Linked DNA regions of Sus scrofa: all the other regions are linked to region 3. The links are chromatin contacts, called in public Hi-C and HiChIP or PLAC-seq maps. All regions are on one chromosome and are shown on one strand. The core of a region is the stretch at or near the end of the contact, and the rest is flanking DNA. Distances in the headings are between cores, read along the strand shown. Region 1 holds the start of METTL21A (protein N-lysine methyltransferase METTL21A). Region 2 holds the start of CCNYL1 (cyclin-Y-like protein 1). Region 3 holds the start of PLEKHM3 (pleckstrin homology domain-containing family M member 3). Region 4 holds the start of FZD5 (frizzled-5).

Region 1 (2,719 bases), core at 48-2,547, 400 kb after region 3:
CATGTATGTGTGAGTGGGTCACCTTGCTGTACAGTAGAAAATGGACAAAACACTGTAAACCAGCTATAATGAAAAAATAAAAATCATTATAAAATAAAAAACATTGCTCTCAAAAATAAACTCAATCACATAAAAAATTAATAATAAAGAAGCAAAGCTAAAGAAAAAAAAAAGAGTAAAAGACCTTCACCAGTGACCTTCAAAGTTCCGTTCAAATCAACTTTGCAGTCCCAGGGCCCCACCCACGCCTCCCTCCTCCAGGAAGGAAAAGGAAATGTGGACAGAGCCCGGCACGCCCCCTGCGGGATGCGAGGAGAGGGGGTGGTTTAGGTCTGGCTCAAGCTTCTAACCAGTGGCCGCGGGGCGCAATCACCAGGAAAGCTCTAAAAAAAAATGCCAAGGCTCGGGTCCCACCGCACACCAGCTGAAACTTTCCCCTGGCAGAGTCCTGGTCTGCGGAGATGAAAAGCGCTCCGGTTTATTCCAACGTGCAGGGAGAGCTGAAAATCGCCCTCTCCTGAGAGTGCGGCGGCGGGGGGGTCACGGCGGCTGGGAGTCCAGATCCGAGAAGAGAAAGAATCTTTCGGAGAGAAGGATGCGGCCCCTGCCGCCGTCACATTCTTGGGTGCTCACTTCAAGCTGAGCGCTTCCCAAGGGCCTGCGGCCAGGTGCCACACTCTCAGCAACTTTCGTCTGGAGAACGGGTGTTCGTTCCCAAGCCAGGGGCGCTAACTTTCTGTCCGGGGAGGAAGGAAGACCTGGACCTCCGGTCTACACCGGGCGCCCCGCTCGGCTTTTGCTCTCTAGTTGAGAAGGGCTTTGTCACGTTTCCCACTCTACCGCCACGGAGCGCCGGATTGCACCAATTCGAACCTCACTTTGCTAATACAAGGACGGATGGGTGACCACGTATTCTTTGGAGCGAATTTTCTCCTACACCCGCTAACTAGCCACCCTTAAAACTAAAAACAGGCAAACACACACGTTTAAGAAACACACACAAAAAGACGCGCGCGCCAAAACGAGCGCATAGATAAGCGGCCCCAGCACCAGGTGGGCGGCCTCCCACTCCCCGGTCGCCACGGTACCCACGCCTTCGGCGCTCCCGCCCGCGGCTCTGCACCTCGCTCTCCCGGGCCCCCCGGGAAACTGACTTGGCCGCAATCCCCTGGGGACCCACGCGGGGGAGGGCCCGCCCCCAGCCAGCACTTGTCCTGGGAAGGCGGGGAGCTGGGAAGGCGGGGAGCCGGAAACGCGTGGCCCCAGCGCGGGCTGCCCACCTCCGCGCGCGGGTCATTTCCGCCGCCGACCTCGGGGCGGGGAGAGCAACGCGCGCACCAACCCGGCGCCGCCTCGGGAGCCGTAGGTAGAGGGGAGGCTGCGCTGCCGGCCGGGGTGTGTAGCCCGCCCGGCTCTTGGGACGCTGAGCGCGCCTTCGGCCTTCGGCAGGGAGGCCGCGGGCGCTCCCGAGATGGGGCAGGAAGCCCGCGCGTCTGGGGATCCGTAGCTCCCGGCCCGATCCCGCCGGTTCCCGCAGCTTTGGGGCCCGCGGGAAGGACGTACGTACCTGTCGGACCTTCAGTGGGGCGGGCGGGGGTCAAGACTATGAGGAGGTCTCCGAGCCGCGGTGCCCCAATCTATCCTGGACCCGGGGTCTCGCTCGCTGAAAGCGACTCGGAATCCACTAGCGTCTTTCACTTCCAGTGCAAGAAATGTAACTGCGTTGAGCGTGTATAGCCGGCTGGTGTCGTAAAGCGGGATAATCTTACCGTTAACCCTTCATTTAAGTTCAGACGTCTGTGGGGTCGCTCTTGAACGCAACGATTTAGAGAGAGCAAGGAAGACCAAGAAAGAAACAACAATATAATGCCCTGCCCAACGCAGCGGCTTGCAGCTGCAGTCTACACGGGCCCCGGCAGTTTAGAAAGCGCTACTTTCTCCGCAGTCCTGGGCTGTCACCTCTACTTTGCTCACTCTTCGCTCAGCTGCGAATTCGTCGAGCGGCTACAGCACGAACTCAGAGCGATATCTCACTTCCCAGAAGAGCCATGTAAAAGGAATGAGACAAAGGCTTCTTTCCTCGAGTGTTAATTATTTTGAACTCGTAAAATGACCTTAAGAAAGCAATTGTAGCTACTTAAGAGGTAATAATACTTTTTCTGGCTAGAAGCATCACGCAGAATTCTTTTGCTCCACAGCTTTGAGGGAGCAGGGAGCTGGGCTCGGACGAGATGGCCCTGGTGCCCTATGAGGAGACCGCAGGAATGGGGCTGCAGAGATTCCACAAGCCTCTTGCCACCTTCTCCTTTGCAAACCACAGGATCCAGATCCAGCAGGACTGGAAGCAGCTGGGAGTCGCTGCCGTGGTTTGGGACGCGGTAAGTAACCCCCGGGGGGAGCCTCCAGCAACTGATTATAAGACTGGTCTTTATTTTTTTTTAATAATAGTTTTATTGGGATATAATTCTATACCGTACATTTCATCTATTTAAAGTAGTTTGGTTTTTGTTTTTTTTTTTCTTAAGTAAATCCACGGAGTGGCCCAACTGTCGCCACACTCAATTGAAAACATTTCATCATCCCACTCCCTTCAAAAAAATTTCTAGGAGTTCCTGTAGTGGCACAGTGGTTAACAAATCTGACTAGGAACCATGAGGTTGAGGGTTCGATCCCTGGCCTTGCTCAGTGGGTTAAAGATCTGGCATTGCTGTGAGCTGTG
Region 2 (2,997 bases), core at 282-2,781, 310 kb after region 3:
ACGTTTAACAGTCTGGTGAATCACCTCACCTCTTCTTTAAAACTGGCAACGTGTAAATGAAGTCGGTTAAGGCTGCGGGGCTGAAGACAGTTGTGTCCAAGTGGGAATTTGAAAGTAATCAGAACCCCGTGGGTTCGAATTTGGGTAAAAAAACTATTCTCTGCAGCCGTGGCAGTAACATTTCAAACGTTCGCACTTATTTGAAGCCCCCCGCCCCCAATCATTTTCTTTATTTTCGTGCTCAAATTACAGTTAGAAGGAAGAAAGCAGCTTCTATCAGGGCGACTGAAAACGTTAAAATTCAAATAATTTTACCGAAGAACGCCATATAGACTCTGTCGATCTCTATTTTGAACTTAAATAACAAATTCTGGAATGCGTCTAAATTGTATCAACTGCCTTAACTACCTTACCTGGTTCCTTCACTTAGGTACCATCTGGATAGGTAAGGATAAGGAGGTGGGATGGATACGCCATAGTTGGGTTATTTAAGTTTTCACTGAGAATACAGAGACTATACCAGAAAGTCTTTATAAAGTCCCACCAGGCGTTAATAAAGAGCCGCAAACAGGAAGGGTCGCAGACCGGAGGGTCTCAGACTGGGGTGGGAAATGGGAATGGGGGAAAGAACTGGGCTTTCGGGTAGATTAGAGGAAAAAAGACTGGCTGGACGCGACGGGAAAAGAATAAGGGGTGGGGACGCCAAGCAGAACCAGCCTTCATCCCCGGTGCCCAGCCCTGGGAAAGCCAGCTCCGGGCAGGAAGGAGCCCTAGGCGGCGGCTCCCTCCCGGGGGAACCCTGGGGGCGGCGGAGGCCAGAGGTAAGCCCGAGAACAGATGCAGCCGGCCCCGCGAGGGGCGAGGTGCGCCTACCACCGCCTTACCTTCGGGCATCTCCCGGTCGCTGATGTGCTGCAGGTGGTGGCCCTCGCCGGCTCCGTAATCCAACTCAGCTGGTTCCACGGCAGCCGGCGCGGAAGCTACTGCCACCGCGTCCCCAGCCGCCGCCTCACAGACTTCAGACTCGTAGTCTGGCTCCACCGGCCCCTTGCGCCTGCCCAGCTTGGGGCTGGCATTGGGCGACAAGCAACAGGACAACGTGTTCCCCATGGGGCGCCTCCGCTTCTGGCCGCCACCTCCTCGGCTCGCCCTGCGACTCCGCCGTTCTCAGCAACCGCCCCCTCCCCCAACAATGGCGAGGCCGGCACGGGCAGCCCCGGGCTATGCCGGGGCTGCGCCGCGCATGCAGACGCGGCCTCGGCCCCACTCGCCCGTCCGCCCCGCCGCCGGGCCCGGGGCAGGGCTCCGGCCCCGGCCGCACCCCCGCCGCCGCGCCGCTGCCGCCTCCCCGGAGCCAACTAGTCTGTGAGGGCGGTGACCAGACCGGCTTATTTAAAAGGGGTGGGGACCCGACAAACGCTGAGACGCGCAGCCACTGCCGGGAGAGAGCGCAGCCGGAGCTCCTCCTCCTTCCGCCGCCGCCTCCCGACTGAAAGCCTCGCCTGGCTGGCCCCTGCCAACCGGAACGCGTCCTTTGGTCACCTGGTTACGACGGACCAATCACATCTAGAGTTCCCTCCACGCGCCCGCCTCAAGCGTAGGCACGTGACTCATAATGCCCCGCCCCTGCCCATCGGCGCTCCGCCCCCCGCGAGGCGCGCCCTGAACTCTGGTTTCCATTCATCTCTCACGGCTCGGAGCTTTCCGGTCCTGCGGAAGCGTTGCGGGAGTTTGTTAACTGAAGCTGTCCTGGCTGAGCGGGCTCTATAAAATAGCCCCTTAAGTAAAGAGCCAGTTCGTTAGCAACTTGGTTTCGCTAGGTCTGACGGCTGGCTCATTTGATGTACTGCTCAACGAACTTAGTTACACCCGAATTGTTGACCGTTTTTGTAACTAAATGCTCCTCTGTTCTGCCTTCAGTTTGACCACAGCAACCCCCGGGGCCCTGGTCTTACCTTCAGTAAAAAGCTGTGGCAGTGTCTTGAATAAGACTCGAGGACACGTCACCCCTACACTTCCTCATCGGTAAAATAGGCACCGAACTCGTTCCTTCCACTTCTGAAACGCGGGGATTCAGCAACTCTTTCTCGCCAACGCATAAAGCACGTTTTTCTCATACAAAATTGAGAGTCACAAAGTGGAGTACCACGGTCTTGAATTGATGAAGGAGGTTAACGATAGCTAACATTTGGCGAACACTTAATACGCGCCCGACCCTTTCCAAGTGTGGTGCTCATTAACCCTTGAGAACAAAACCATCAGGAACACAGATTTTCCATAAATTAAATAACGCTCCCAAGGTCACCTAATTGCTCAGGGGTATGGCCAGGATTTGATCCCTGATAGTGTGGATCCCTAAAGGGGTGGGGACGCCAGGCAGAACCAGCCTTCATCCCTGGTGCCCAGCCCTGGGATTGTGATTATCAGGAAATAAAGACAGAAATCAAATTTGGTTGGAAGTGGCACAGCATATCAGGATTTTATTTTATTTTTAAGGAGGGACAGCTTTTTGATGTGGATTTTAAAATGCTTTCCCTTCATTCAGCATTAATTAGCGCTCCCTATGTGCCCGGCATTGTGTTTGGGGAAATAACCCTGCCCTCAGTGAGCTTAGACACCTGAGAAAAACAAAGGCTTTGAAAGTCCAATTGTCTGAGGCCACACTGCTGCAGAATACTTGAACCTGAAATTCAAACCTAGATCTGCCTAACCCCAAAGTAGATGCTGGGGTAAAGAGTTTGAATTGTTTCCCAGAAACATGAGAATCATTGAATGTTGTGAAGGTAAGATGTCCCTATCAGGTGGTTTGTAGTTAGGTCACTCTGGACAATAAGGAGGATTGAAGGACACAACAGGACCAATTGAGAGACTTTATATTCATCTAAAAGAAAAGAAAGGGTTCAGACTGAAAGCAGTGGCAGACTGGAGTGGAAGGAAAGGATATGAGGCCATTTGGGAGACAGAAGTGCTTGATGACTAGATACAGAGGAAGAGAGA
Region 3 (2,700 bases), core at 169-2,668:
ACTGTTTCTATCAAAGGGGTGGTGAGGGGCATGCCCCTCTGTTGGTTTCCCTGGTAACTCATGAGCCAACCTGACATCAGTTCCTCCATAATTGACAACTTCCCTGTCTCCCAGCAAACACAGCCCCCATATCCTGTTCGCTGTTTCTTGCACATGATATGGTGTCACTCCAGGACCTTGCTTCAGACATGTAAGATCCCCCATCCATTAAACCAGTGATGTCTCTGTTGCTGACTCTGGGCTCTTTCTTCAGTCTCTCTTTTTTTTTTTTTTTTTTTTTTTTTTTTGCTATTTCTTGGGCCGCTCCGCAGCATATGGAGGGTCCCAGGCTAGGGGTCCAATCAGAGCTGTAGCCACTAGCCTACGCCAGAGCCACAGCAACGCGGGATCCAAGCCGCGTCTGCAACCTACACCACAGCTCACGGCAACGCCGGATCGTTAACCCACTGAGCAAGGGCAGGGACCGAACCCGCAACCTCATGGTTCCTAGTTGGATTTGTTAATCACTGTGCCACGACGGGAATCCATCTTTCTTCAGTCTTAAAACTGGGCAAGTGCAGAACTTATAGGCTTGCGGGGTGCAGCCCAACAATGGGTATGTGATCCAGGAATCTGCATTTTTAACAAGCACCTGAGAGTCTTGACACTCAAAATGTGGCATCACCTGGGAGTCCACTAAAGCTTCAAAGGCCCCCACTACAGACCTCTTGAATCATGACCTGCATTTTAACAGGATTCCCGCACATTAAGGTTTGAAAAGCACTGTTCTAGAAGATTCCATTACATACTGAGCTTTGACAGTCAATGGTCTGGGAAGACTAATGAGTAAACAGATGAATTCCGCAAAACACGATGAGTGCATTGATAGAGGCACACGTGAGTTCCTCCTCCCATGCTTAAAAGGAGCAGGGTCCTCTCTGGGAGACAGGTGATGACACTTGCTTCTTAAAGGGCAAGAAGTTGGCCTGGCTAAAGGGATGAGGTAGGGGTGAAAGCTCTCATTAGGGGAAACCTCTTGTCAAAAGTCCTGAAGCAAAGAGGAAGAAATGTATCTCAAATTGCAGTGTAAGCTTTGAAACAAACTTAAACATCAGCCAAAAGAGATGTTTTTTAAAATTCCGTGATTAAAGATTTTCTTATGAATCTTTAAAGGAGATTTTTTTTTTTTTTTTTTTTTTGCATTCAGTTCTTCATTCATTCATTGAAACATATATAGCTTGCACGGAGCTTTGGGCCTATCATGTGGTTGGGAGTGAAACCAAAATTGTTCCTGCCCTCAGAGAGTTTATAGGTGAGGCTGGGGTCGGGGTGGAGAAGCCAGTAAAACAGGTAAGTAAAAACATGTGTGATTATAAATTGAGCTACGTGTGTTACAAGAGAGAATAAAGTGGGGAACGTCAAGGAAGGTCTTCCAGCCTGACTGCCATATCCTGTTGCAATGCCTGCAAAAGTCACTGTGGGGTGAGTTGGGGTGTCTCATTAAGGACCACTCAGATCACACACACTCTTTGTTTTTCTGGGAATCTGAATGAGGGTTGAAAACCTGCACTCAAAACTCTCTGCTTGCAATCTGCTGGCTACACCATGAAAGGGGAGTGAAAATTGACTTTTATCACAGCTCCAAACCTGAAATGTGAAGCAATCTCTAGGTCCTAAAAGTCCTATTTTCAGAAAGAACTTATCTGAGTAATTCTCTCAGACAAGGGAGATGCTAAAAACAAGACTGATCTCCAGTCTGTTCCAAATGAAATTTTGCAGTTGCAAACATCTATTTGGGCACTGGGAGGAGCAGAGAGGTGACTCTGGGGCACTAGCCATTGTTTTCAAAAAGTGTGTGATGAAAACTGTGTGTAGGAAGACAAAGAGATAAGGAGCCCAGGAGGGTGCGGTCAGGCCCTTGCGGGTGCTAGGTCCCTGGGCAGGAAAATCTAGTCCTTGCCGACTGGAACCTTGTGTGTCCGGATCTCGCTTCCCGGGCTGCAGGAAGGAAGCATTTAAATGTGGGACCGCCAGAAGCGCTTGTAAACAGAGAGCCGGGCCGGGATGGTCGGTGGCCAAGCCGGCTTGTCACCGTGAGGAAGGCGGGCGGGCTGCCGAAGCCAAGCCCCAGCCAGGAGTAGGCTGCGGGCCACGCAGGTGAAGAGAGAGAAGCGGCCGGCGGCTGGGTGAGCATCTGCCGGCTTCTGTGCTGTCTGGCTGGCCATTGGGGGAAGGGTGTGGGGATGACAGCATTGTAAATATCCGAGACGCTCCCCGGGGTAGCGGTGATTTTGCTGTTTCTTCCATGCTTTGGTTTTTATTTCATCCTGGAAACTGCTGGAAACTGCACAACAGTGCAATGCATATCAGGTAAGGGGAGATGGTATGAGGCGTTGTCTGTTTTTTGTTTTTTAAATGATACAGGTTTATAAGTAGAAATCAGTTGAAATAGATGATCCTGTTCTGTGCGTTTTTACTGCTCTCCCCGCCCCCCCGGCGCTCCTGGGTCCTAGAAACCAAGCCTTAGCAGAGCTTTTACATTAAGCTGGCACTCCCAGGAATGATTTTTTCCTTCTGTTGACCTCGTTCATTTTTAGTATACAGTAAATGACATTGTGGCTGATGACAAGCATGATTTGGCCTTCTATGAAAGGATTACTAAGCTTAAAGATAAGGAAATTTCAGACCTGCTTCTCAAAGTTATTAATGAGATATATAAAT
Region 4 (2,737 bases), core at 178-2,677, 270 kb after region 3:
AATCACTTTCCTGTCGCAACAGTAAGATTTTGTTACGAAATGCAAAAGTAAAGGTTAAAGCCTGGGAGCTAACCAGTAGCATAATGGCGGGGGTGGGGTGGGGGGAGAGTGGTGGCTGTTAAAACTGTGGATGCAGCAGCCCAAATATCTCGGTTCAAATCCCAGGTTTGCCATTTGAGCGCCTACTCTATGCCAGGCGCTCAGAATACCGAGCTTCCCAAGATTGTCTAGGTTGTGGCTTTCCTGGGGGTTGCTATTATTAGCTTGGTTGCCTTGGTCAAGTTTCTAAACCTCTTGTTTGTTCACCTGTAAGGAGTGCCTGCCTCATAGAATTGTTGTAAGGATCTGAGACACCCTGTATTAAGATATGAACGATTAACACGCTGTCCGACACACAATAGGGGCTCAGGAAGCGTTTGTTCTCTCAACTTAAGCTCACCTGGTATGAGGACAACGCAGAGAGGAGACAGGTGCCACAGTTAAAAGTGATTCTTTGAGCAGTTCTTTTAAACAAGCGCTGGACTCTAAGGATGCTTAGCTGGAGAGAGGAGACCTGGTAGGGGCCCTGGAAGCAAGGGTTCGTAAGCTAGACCATTACAGAAAAGTGGACAAGGCACGGGTGGGCGCCACTAGAGAACTCGGGAGGGACTTCGAGCTAGGGTTTCCCGCCCCGGGTCTCAAGAAGGCGAAATTAGCATTTGCCCCGCCCCCACTGCTTCCCGGCCCGCGATTGGCCCGCACTCCTCAGCGGCCCGCTCGGGGAGGGGGCAGGAGGGCGCCCGAAGAGAGGCCGATCCCGCGGGGCAGTGGGCGGGGACGCGCGGAGAGCGTGGCGGGGCGGCCCACCAACCGAGCTCCAGCTCAAAGGGGCGGGGTCGGGGCGGAGCCTCCTGGCGGGCATTAGAAGCAGGTGACCCGGGCGGGGCGCAAGAGGCCAGTCCAGCCTGCGGCCGCAAGTGCACTACAGCCGTCGTCGCCGCCGCGCGCCGTTGAGTACCCGCCAGAGGTGGGCGAAAGGGTGCTAGAGCGCGGAGGAGGAGCCGAGTCCCGCACGTCCCGGGAGCGCCGCCACCGCCCCCAGGAATCAGCTGGAGCGCGGAGCCCCCTGCAGGGGAGGAGGCGAGCGGCGGGCGGGACGCGGCGGCGGGCGCGCACCATGCAGTCCTGGCGGAGCCAACACCAGCTGCTGGCGGTACTGTGAGGCCGCGGAAGCCCCCGGTCGCCGCACACCGCCTTCCTTTTGCCCAGGTGCTGCCAGGCGCGCTCGCCCTTGGTGGACCCTGGTGGAAGGCACGGCCGACCCCAGCCCTGTCCCGCTCGGATCATGCAGGGGGCCCCGGAGAAGGAGAGGGCGAGTGACCGGTCTGTGGCGACCTCGTTCAGCGGGCGACCGCCTCTCTAAGACACCCCCACCTGCTGCCATGTGCTGCCTCGGGTACCCAGCTTATCGCCAAACTTTCTCGATGCCAGCTCGGTTCAAAGTCGCGTTTCTGAGCTAAGAGCCCCAGGGACGGAGGATTCAGGCTGGCGACTGACTATCTGCTTCTCACGGGATCCTTCGAGGTGAGAGTACGCGCCTTCTCCTCCTCCCAGTTGTTTTCCCTGCCCTTCTGCCCTTTTCCAGAGGGCTGAGCGCTCTGACCTCGGGGTACAGCGTGGAAGGCCGGGCGGAAAGGGAGGCGGGATGAGAGGCGGGGAGTCTGTAGTTTGGTTTCTGGAGGTGGAGGGAAGGGAAGGGAAAGAGGTTAACTTAGAGATCTGGAGACTGCTCGCGAGGACTAAGCCATTGACGCCCCTCTCCTTGGCAGTGGCAGCAATCTTTCTTCTCCCCCACCTTCTTTTTTAAAGAGTACTTTCCCTGGAATCGGAGCCTTAACTGTCCCTCCTCAGCCCTATCCAGCGAAGAGCTGAGCTCTCCCTGCGGAGGCAGCGCCCTCCCGGAACAGTTTATCTTTGGACGGATTTCTTTAAAAGAAAGAGAAACCAACAGGTTGCCAGCCCCGGCGCCACACAAGTCTGCAGAGAGGGAAGCACGGTCCTGGTTTCCCCTGCCTGAGCTGGCCCCGCTTGGGCTGCGGGAGGAGAGGGGAGGGAGGGGGCTATGGCTCGGCCTGACCCGTCCGCGCCGCCTTCGCTGCTGCTGCTGCTCTTGGCGCAGCTGGCGGGCCGGGCGACGGCCGCTTCCAAGGCGCCGGTGTGCCAGGAAATCACAGTGCCTATGTGCCGCGGCATCGGCTACAACCTGACGCACATGCCCAACCAGTTCAACCACGACACGCAGGACGAGGCGGGCCTCGAGGTGCACCAGTTCTGGCCGTTGGTGGAGATCCACTGCTCGCCGGACCTGCGCTTCTTCCTGTGCTCCATGTACACGCCCATCTGCCTGCCCGACTACCACAAGCCGCTGCCGCCGTGCCGCTCGGTGTGCGAGCGCGCCAAGGCCGGCTGCTCGCCGCTCATGCGCCAGTACGGCTTTGCCTGGCCGGAACGCATGAGCTGCGACCGCCTCCCGGTGCTGGGCCGCGACGCCGAGGTCCTGTGCATGGATTACAACCGCAGCGAGGCCACCACGGCGCCCCCCAGGCCCTTCCCGGCCAAGCCCACCCTCTCAGGCCCTCCGGGGGCGCCGGCCTCAGGGAGCGACTGCGTCGCCGGGGGCCCGTCGGTGTGCAAGTGCCGCGAGCCCTTCGTGCCCATTCTGAAGGAGTCGCACCCCCTTTACAACAAAGTGCGGACG

The links. Hi-C and Micro-C count contacts between places; a contact is called where the count stands out from the background. HiChIP or PLAC-seq counts read pairs in DNA pulled down with a chosen protein or histone mark.
Region 1: an H3K27ac HiChIP or PLAC-seq map of alveolar macrophages shows a contact between it and region 3. The contact joins the promoter of METTL21A here to the promoter of PLEKHM3 in region 3. A contact is called at or near these places in 2 of 2 datasets of contacts at active chromatin or transcription factors (alveolar macrophages and skeletal muscle).
Region 2: an H3K27ac HiChIP or PLAC-seq map of alveolar macrophages shows a contact between it and region 3. The contact joins the promoter of CCNYL1 here to the promoter of PLEKHM3 in region 3. A contact is called at or near these places in 1 of 5 promoter capture datasets (fetal liver) and 1 of 2 datasets of contacts at active chromatin or transcription factors (alveolar macrophages).
Region 4: a contact with region 3 is called in a Hi-C map of liver, with 3 times the contacts expected there. The contact joins the promoter of FZD5 here to the promoter of PLEKHM3 in region 3. A contact is called at or near these places in 4 of 47 Hi-C or Micro-C datasets (heart right ventricle, liver and skeletal muscle) and 1 of 2 datasets of contacts at active chromatin or transcription factors (alveolar macrophages).

Annotation. Positions count from the first base shown.
Region 1 is chr15:110,788,044-110,790,762 of Sscrofa11.1, reverse strand. METTL21A (protein N-lysine methyltransferase METTL21A) reads left to right here and starts at 1,297. Exons shown (of 4, transcript XM_003133611.4): 1 at 1,297-1,559; 2 at 2,199-2,378. The coding sequence starts at 2,232.
Region 2 is chr15:110,872,446-110,875,442 of Sscrofa11.1, reverse strand. It overlaps CCNYL1 (cyclin-Y-like protein 1), which reads right to left and starts at 1,531. Exons shown (of 8, transcript XM_005672131.3): 1 at 885-1,531. The coding sequence starts at 1,110.
Region 3 is chr15:111,184,646-111,187,345 of Sscrofa11.1, reverse strand. It overlaps PLEKHM3 (pleckstrin homology domain-containing family M member 3), which reads left to right and starts at 1,418. Exons shown (of 8, transcript XM_021076249.1): 1 at 1,418-1,461.
Region 4 is chr15:110,919,552-110,922,288 of Sscrofa11.1, reverse strand. It overlaps FZD5 (frizzled-5), which reads left to right and starts at 1,427. Exons shown (of 2, transcript XR_002339431.1): 1 at 1,427-1,563. It overlaps LOC110257173 (a long non-coding RNA gene), which reads right to left and starts at 818. Exons shown (of 3, transcript XR_002339433.1): 1 at 440-818.